2 separate regions of the Mus musculus genome follow, and region 2 is linked to region 1. The links are chromatin contacts, called in public HiCAR-type maps. All regions are on one chromosome and are shown on one strand. The core of a region is the stretch at or near the end of the contact, and the rest is flanking DNA. Distances in the headings are between cores, read along the strand shown. Region 1 holds the start of Hdx (highly divergent homeobox). Region 2 holds the start of Apool (apolipoprotein O-like).

Region 1 (3,811 bases), core at 152-2,651:
GTTACCAGAGGAGTATAAGAGAGAAGACTGAGGAGCAGGTGAAGAATGGTATGAGAAGACATACAAAGGAAAAGTCGCCAATATTTAACAAGATCTTCACTTTAAAAATTGGAGAAAATCCCAATTTTTCCCTGTAAAATGGGAGTAAATGATGAGATCATGGCAGGGACTAATAATCCAACAATACAATCTTTCCCCAAGGACAGAGGGGCTGATCATTCCTCCAAACAGTGGGGTGACATAGTCCGTCCCAATTAATGGATGCTAGAGAAAGTCTCTTGAAATAAGATTTGACTTAGATGGTTCTAATAGAAACACCCAAGAAGAAGAAAGAAGGAAAATATCAAATCTGAGATAGAGGTAAAAGCTTTATGTGATGGGGCTAAACATGAAGAAAAGACAGACAAGTGAGTAAATATATTTCTAAGTCTTCAAAGTGATGCGCCAAATTACTGAATGTCATATCACACCTAAGCTCTTTGAAGATTGAAAGTTAGATTTATTTTTAAAACTATTGTATACAATCCCCCCACACACATCTTTAACTCTTCTTTATAACTGAGAACTTTAGTCTGCAAGTTCTTCAATTTCCTTCCTTTCCATAGACATATCTTTAAAGTAAGAATTTGCTTTCTCAAATTTATCAGTCTTATTTTGATGCTGAGTACACTCAGTAGGCCAAATGCAAAAATCAGTAGCAGATCCCTCACTTCAAATGGCACTTGAAACATCTCAAGGCCAAATCCCTAACCTTTCCCTTATTCAGTTCAGACACAGCTCAGCCCCTCCCCCTCCAGCTAAAGAGAAAAGGCGCCTGCGCAACTTCCAAGCCCATTCTCTCTGCAGTGAACCTCCCCCCTCCCCTCTAATCAGAGTGTTTATGCGCAGGCGCAGCGTCCTCGGTGCGATTTGAGTGGGGCTATGAGAAATCTACTGTCCAGTGAAATCTAGAAGTGGTAGAATTCAATCCTGTCTTTTCTTTAGAAGCAGAGGCGCCAGTTTCTCTTACTATCTGGCCAGTAGTAAGTCCCAGACATCGCCCTCTTTCAGAGCAAGGTCCTGCACTGTGTGGCAATACCCACAGTATCCCCATCCTCAGCTCCTTTCTAATTTCATGCTCTTCCCAGCCTTTGCTTGGAGGGTAGAGGAAGTTGGCTTCCTAGAAGCTGCACCAATTTATTGGCTGTATCTTTAGGCCACAGACCCTACGGGCCCCCTACTGGGCACATTATCCCAGGGTCTTGAAAGTCCTCCTTTGCCCTTCACAGACAGTCAGGTTAGGCGCTTACCTCGGGCGTGGTGCGGTCACGAAAGAGATCAGAGGTTCCAAGATGAGACCAGGGCCAGAGCAGGCGGAGTCCGCAAGATTTTTTCCTGGGTCTCCACTGCCGCCTCAGACAATGAAATCAGCGTGTCCGATCATCAATTCTCATCATGATCGTGACGTCACCAAAGACAGCGGCCAATGAGAGCCCGAGATCAGCTCCGGACAGTCCCTGGCCTCAGCCCAGAACCCAAGAGTTGGGAGGGAGGGGAGGAGAAGTGGCTTCCTGTAGTAGGGCTGCCTCTTCCTGGCACTTATCTGCTAAATCTGTGGCGGGGGGCCTCTCAGTTCTTCTCTCCCTGGGTAGCTGTGAACATCCAGCATCCCTGTGCCTGTAGTAGTTTCATGACAATCCTTTGAGTCAAGTGATGCCTGGTCTTCAAACTTGAGATTTGCTTTGAGAAAAATTTTTCTCCATTACCAAAACTGAATAGTAGCATAAAGGTTCATTTGACAGGTATATAAGCAATGTTATTAAAAATCAATGTTTCCAAAGACCCTTTGGAATTTTTCCAATAAGAATGAGTGTACTTATTTGTAAATGGTTGACTGTGGTCACTAAGGCACTAAATGGACTTAATTCACTTAATTTCAATCCTTGTTTTGTCAGAAAAACAAATCTGGGCAATCACCTGTGAATTACAGGGAAAAAAATAAAGGCAAGCCTTATGTTAAATTGGCAACACTTGATGCATTACCAAAATTTGTTGGGTGACATGAGAGATATATAATTTGTTGGTTAGTTACTGTTACAGAATTTGCCATCCCATTTGGAAGATAGAATTAGCATGCAGTAAACATTGACAACAATAAAATAAAATATATGATCTTATGTTCTGTTATTAAAGACTACATTGTTTTATGAATGAAGGCATCAGTAAGATAGGAACGTTGGGGAAGCGTTCTATTTTAATATTTTAATTTGATTGTTGGTTAAAAGAAGATATGAAGATAAAATGCAACTGTCTTAAAGGGGGAAAGGAATAGGCAACTGAAGAGAATATATATATATGTATATATATATACACACACACACACATATATATATATACATATATATATATAATAAAACCAACTTGACCAATGAAGAGTATATAGTAAGAACTAGTGTGAAATTAAATAGGCTGAAAATAAAAACCTTTAAAAATAGACAGAAAACTTTGATTCAATTAAAAGCCACCAAAAGTTTTGTGGTTCAAGGGATATCAACCTCTAGAATCAAAGATCCTCAAAAAAATCTCTGATAATTTTTATCAAACACAATTCAATTCACATACAACTCTAGATTTCTCAATATCTTCCATTCCCAGATACTATAAAATGTAAATTCTTATCAACTGCATACAACCCCCCCCCCACACATATCCTAAACAATGTATTTGTAGCATTTTTCCATATATGTAGTTGACTCACATGTAGCATGACTCACAAATGTCTATAACTCTGGTTCTAGAGGTCTGATGCTCTTCTCTGTGGGCACCAAGCACACACATGGCACACAGATATACATACAGGCAAGACATCCATACATATAAAATAAAATAAATATGAAAAAGAATTGCAAAAAGCTAATTTTGCTAAACTGTGTATAGAGTTCAGAGAATATTGGAGACAGAAAGGCAAAGGATAAATAATATTTTATCTAGTGCTGAAAGATAAATCCCAGGTCCTCCACTTTTTAGACAAGTGCCCTAGTAGTTATCAACACACCTAGTTCTTTTGAGATAGGTTCTCTCTAGCTATATCCCAGGCTGCCCTTGTTCTCTCAGTCCTTCTGCCTCCACCTTCCAAACAATGTGACTAGAAGCACCTCAACCAGTTCAAATAAAAGTCATTAGTCCTTAGTAGATACAGGTTGAAGAGCCAAGGTTTAACAAAATGAGTTGGGGCTTCAAAAACTAGAACTAAGTCAAGATAGAATTAATGTTCTGAAATTACCTGAACAAAGTAAGTGTACAACAGAAAGTTCTCAACAGCCAGTATCAGAAAGCAAAGTACAAATTGTAGGTACTTGGGAAAAATAACAGGTGACAATATTCAAGATTGCAGATGAAGAAATATTTAAGTTGGGTTTCAAAAAAATAAGTGCGTAGTTAAAGAGATTAAGAGTCAGTAGACAAATTCCTGAGAGGACAGACAGCATTAGGATCTAATTGGCAGGAAAAAGGCAAGCACAAAGGTCAATTTAAAAAGAAGGGAATTAGGGACTCAAGCAAATAAGTACAAATAATGTCAGTTTTTATATATGAAACAAGGAAATGATTAGAAGTCAATGCAAATCAAGAAACAGAGAAATAATAGAAAATTAAAGAACAGAATATGGCAAAGTGAAAGACGGATTAATCTCAAGGTGGATCTAATAAATAAAAGAAGCTAGTCAGCTTTGAGCTGGAGCTTTAATAATCCCAGTGTGCTCAAACTGGGTCCTGAAGGTGGGAGGAAATAAACAGGAACATCTGTCTGCAGTGAAGTACATGGGAGCAAAAA
Region 2 (3,925 bases), core at 680-3,179, 610 kb after region 1:
GTTGTTACCAACTGTGATAAAAAAATTAAAATTAAAATGATCAATTATGGAAACCTTTAATAACTTAATAATTGATTCTAAAGAAGCAGAGACATGGATCCTACCTTAATTCCTGAAGTTTTGAGCAAAAAGAATTTCTCTCTTCTATATATGCTTATTCACAGTTATCCCAAATTGCATCTTTACTGTTAATTGTGAAAATTTTATTAGTATTAAAATTATTGACAAGTGCATGTCAATTAACAATGAACAAATAGAATCACTTAAAACCTCCTCAAAGCACCTGTTGAATATTCACAAATATTAGATTTCGATAATGTAATTAAAAATGTTAAACCTCAAAACCAGAAACTGAAATTGTATAAATAGCTTTATTCTTATCAGGAAAATAAATTCATGAAAAATTTAAATATTTTTCACTATTTTATTTATAGTTTATATAATAGAATTTACTTGATTTAATATTATATTTCATATCGATATTTTATTAGAAACATGTATGCTGTACTTTAAGTGTAAAAAAATATTAAAAACTTTTAGTCTTTTATTCATGACCATTGTTATTTATTTAATAACTTAATAATATATTTCATTATATATTCATTAAAAATGAACCTGCCTTAAGTATCAAATATGTTTAGTATACCACTAATGCTTAGTATATAGTTTACACTTAAATATTTATTAAATGAATAAGTGAATGCAGTTACCTAATACTGTGAAGTTAATGGGAACATAAATGGACACTCTTTGTCTCCGAATTATTCACAGAGGCCTCAGGGAGCCTGTACCCTTACAGAGAATAATATACCTCCTCACAATCTAGTCTCCTGGGAACATCATAATCATCATTTTATAATGTATTTTAGATCAAGTCACACCAATGCTAAAAGCCTTCCAATTACATTTCTTTTTATTCTTTTTTAATTAGGAATTTCCATATAATATATTCTGATCACAGTTTTCCCTCCCTCATGTCCTCCCAGATTCTGCCACCTCTGACCCCGACTCCATGCCTTCATCTTTGGAATACAAACAGGCAACTAAAAAAAAAAAGGATAAAACAAAACAAAAGCAAACAATCCACACTAGTTATAGTGACACAGAGAGCCCCTGTTGTGGTATGTTTGTTTTTTCATTGTTGGGACCTACCACTCTCTGTTCCTGATATTACTTTTGCATAGACCACTTGCCTATATTCCTCATGACTTTCTTCAAATCACCCTATCAGCGCCTTCTATCTGTATGAACTAGAAAACTCCATTCCTTCTCAACAGATAGCTTCTACTTTTACACTTTTAATACATTTTATTTACTCTCTCTCTCTCTCTCTCTCTCTCTCTCTCTCTCTCTGTGTGTGTGTGTGTGTGTGTGTGTGTGTGTGTGTGTGTGTGAAATTTAGGCCATCCGGCTTGTCAGCCAGTAAGTACTTCTTACAAGCTGAACCGTCTTGTCAAGGTTCTGTTTTCTTGAATAGTGTTGAGGCCTTTCTAAAATTTTTTTGTCATTTTCTCTTGGTGCTGTATGTAGGTTTTGTAGTGTACTGTGAGCAACTTCCTGACAGAATTGGTGTTTAGTGACAGTTCTAGAATGAATGTAATTGAATTGCCTCAAGGATTGCAGTGGTGACCTGCTCTTGTGACAGACTATATGGTTGTTTATTAAGGCAGTTGAGTTTTAAGTTCTTATCTAGACAAATCCCGTAAACACCCAGTCATTCACCCAAGAAAACAATTTCTAATTGGAGTGTGGAGACTATTCTTAGAGGTTAGATGTATGAGGACTGGAATGTCAACCGCAAAGATAGGCCCTTTGCTCTGAAGAAGTGCTAACCAATTGACTTTGGCGCCTACAAAAGCAATGGCAGGAGGGCGGGGAAAGGGCAGGGCCAGCGGGCTCCTAGCGTAAAGGGGCGGGGCTATGGTGACGCAAGGCAAAGTGAACTGCTTTGTCCCTCTGCGCTCTCCGTCTGAAAACTTGAGCCGAGAGGGTCATAGGTATGGCGGCCTTTAGGGTAAGTGAAAAGAAACTTAGTTTTCCACTCCCCGCTCGCTCTGAGCCCAAGCATTACAATAATTATAGAAGGGACCGTCTATCGTAACTCATGGAGGGAGCCCCTCAGCAAGTGGCGACCTGGAGATGAGACTATGAGGATCGGAGTCTTTAATCTTTGCAGTCTCAACAAACCTCCCTCGCCTTCTCCTTAATCCCTGCGGGTAACTGTTTACACCGCGGGGCTTTAGTCCCGCAACCCGCTGAGTGAGTGATGAGGAAGGCCTGGCCACTCGCCTCTCTGGAGAAGGAAAACAAAACAAAAGGAAACAAAACAAAACAAAAGTTTGGCGCTGTCTTGGTGTGCAGGGCGGGGCTCCCAGACCGGGACATAAGACTTCCTTCAAAAATTAGCTGTGGGCAAAACAGACAAAAGTAGAGATTTCTCAGAATCTGTGTTGTGAGTGGGATTATACATAGTGTTATTCCCCGTCGAATAACCAGTTTCTTTGGAGTTTTATGAGAAAAGGTGCTTTTGTGTAGAAATCGGGGGTAAAGGAAACAAGTCAGCCGACTCGGGTTTCAACATCAGTTTACAAATACTTAACGCATGTATTTTTTTTTAAAGGTATGTAATGACTCTGTTAGGCTTGAAGGCTATAAGATTGTTATTAATTCAATCAGAGGACATTGACTTTTAATATTTCCCATTCTTCACTGCATTTCTCTAGTTTGGGACCTCATACTTTCTTTCAAACTACGGACCATTCTCTTAACTGGACTCTACCCACTCCATTGCTCTGATGGAATCCATTTTCTCCTGTGCTGCCATAGTACTTATATCAAAATGAGACTCTGCCCTGCTACTTTAAAGCCTTTATAGGCACTCCATTATCAGCTCTCAGGGGTCAGGTTACCCTTCTAGATAACAACACTTCACCTAGCCTCTGCACTCCAGCTTCCTCTCCTGTCACCCAAGAACCCTCTCCTGTGTACTTAACTTCCTACTTTATCTCTTCATGCCCCATTTACCTGCTCTTTCTGCAATTCCTAAAGTGCCCTTGCCCATTCTTATTTAATTTCTAGCATGCACGTCTGACCAACCTTTTGATAATGCAACCCCACCTGACCTCTACAAAGTTTATCCTGGAGAATCACAATCAAGTTACCAAAAAAAAAAAAAAAAAAAAAGCCCCAAATAATATTTTTACAATGTTTAAATAGTTTACAATTTTGTATTGGGTAGGGTGTGGTGTGTAGGCCATTGGTAGGAGATGCTTGCTTCTTTTGGTAAACACAGAATGGCTCTTCTAAGTGTGTGTCCTTGACAACTGTACTGATCCACATGAGAAAGTTTTTGATTAATTAATTAAAACTTTTAAGTCCTTTCTTGGTGGCCAAATCACGAGCAGGGCTGTGGTTCTGAAAAGTTTCTTGGTCCCCAAGTTCAGAAATACACAGTTTTGAAATCAAAACCCAGAAAGATGCATCAAAGTTAGATGAAGGTCAGAGTAGCCATGAAACATTTATCCCTGGTAGAACATAGTAGTTACTTTAGATATAACTTGCCAATTATTTTGGCTAATACATCTGGCCAATGGTCAAAGCTGTGGAAGTCTCACATGTGTTGCCAAGGCATATGTGACCACTGGGGGAATCAGATAAAGGGCTGAGAATTATTTAATCGAACATAAAATGGAGTCAGAAGAGGATGGTGTCACCTTAGTCATTTCATTTCCCAATTTTTATTTTAAAGTTATTGTTAAATTTTTGATCTTGACCAAGTGATAAATACTAGTTCCTGAGTATCATTAGCCTAACTGAGGAAATTTTCTATCTGATGAACTTTAAAAGACCATTTATTATATAAGGCTCTATAGCAAGTCTCATAATAAGGGGGAGTAAGGGACCAGGCAAAACAATGAAAAGTATT

Evidence for each region. HiCAR-type assays count read pairs that join an accessible place to other places.
Region 2: a contact with region 1 is called in a HiCAR-type map of astrocytes, with 5 times the contacts expected there. The contact joins the promoter of Apool here to the promoter of Hdx in region 1. A contact is called at or near these places in 6 of 39 promoter capture datasets (cranial neural crest, embryonic stem cells, frontonasal cranial neural crest and 2 more) and 4 of 115 datasets of contacts at active chromatin or transcription factors (astrocytes, cardiomyocytes, embryonic stem cells and 1 more).

The regions. Positions count from the first base shown.
Region 1 is chrX:111,695,678-111,699,488 of GRCm38.p6, forward strand. It overlaps Hdx (highly divergent homeobox), which reads right to left and starts at 1,402. Exons shown (of 10, transcript NM_001080549.2): 1 at 1,290-1,402.
Region 2 is chrX:112,309,423-112,313,347 of GRCm38.p6, forward strand. It overlaps Apool (apolipoprotein O-like), which reads left to right and starts at 1,930. Exons shown (of 9, transcript NM_026565.3): 1 at 1,930-2,014. The coding sequence starts at 2,000.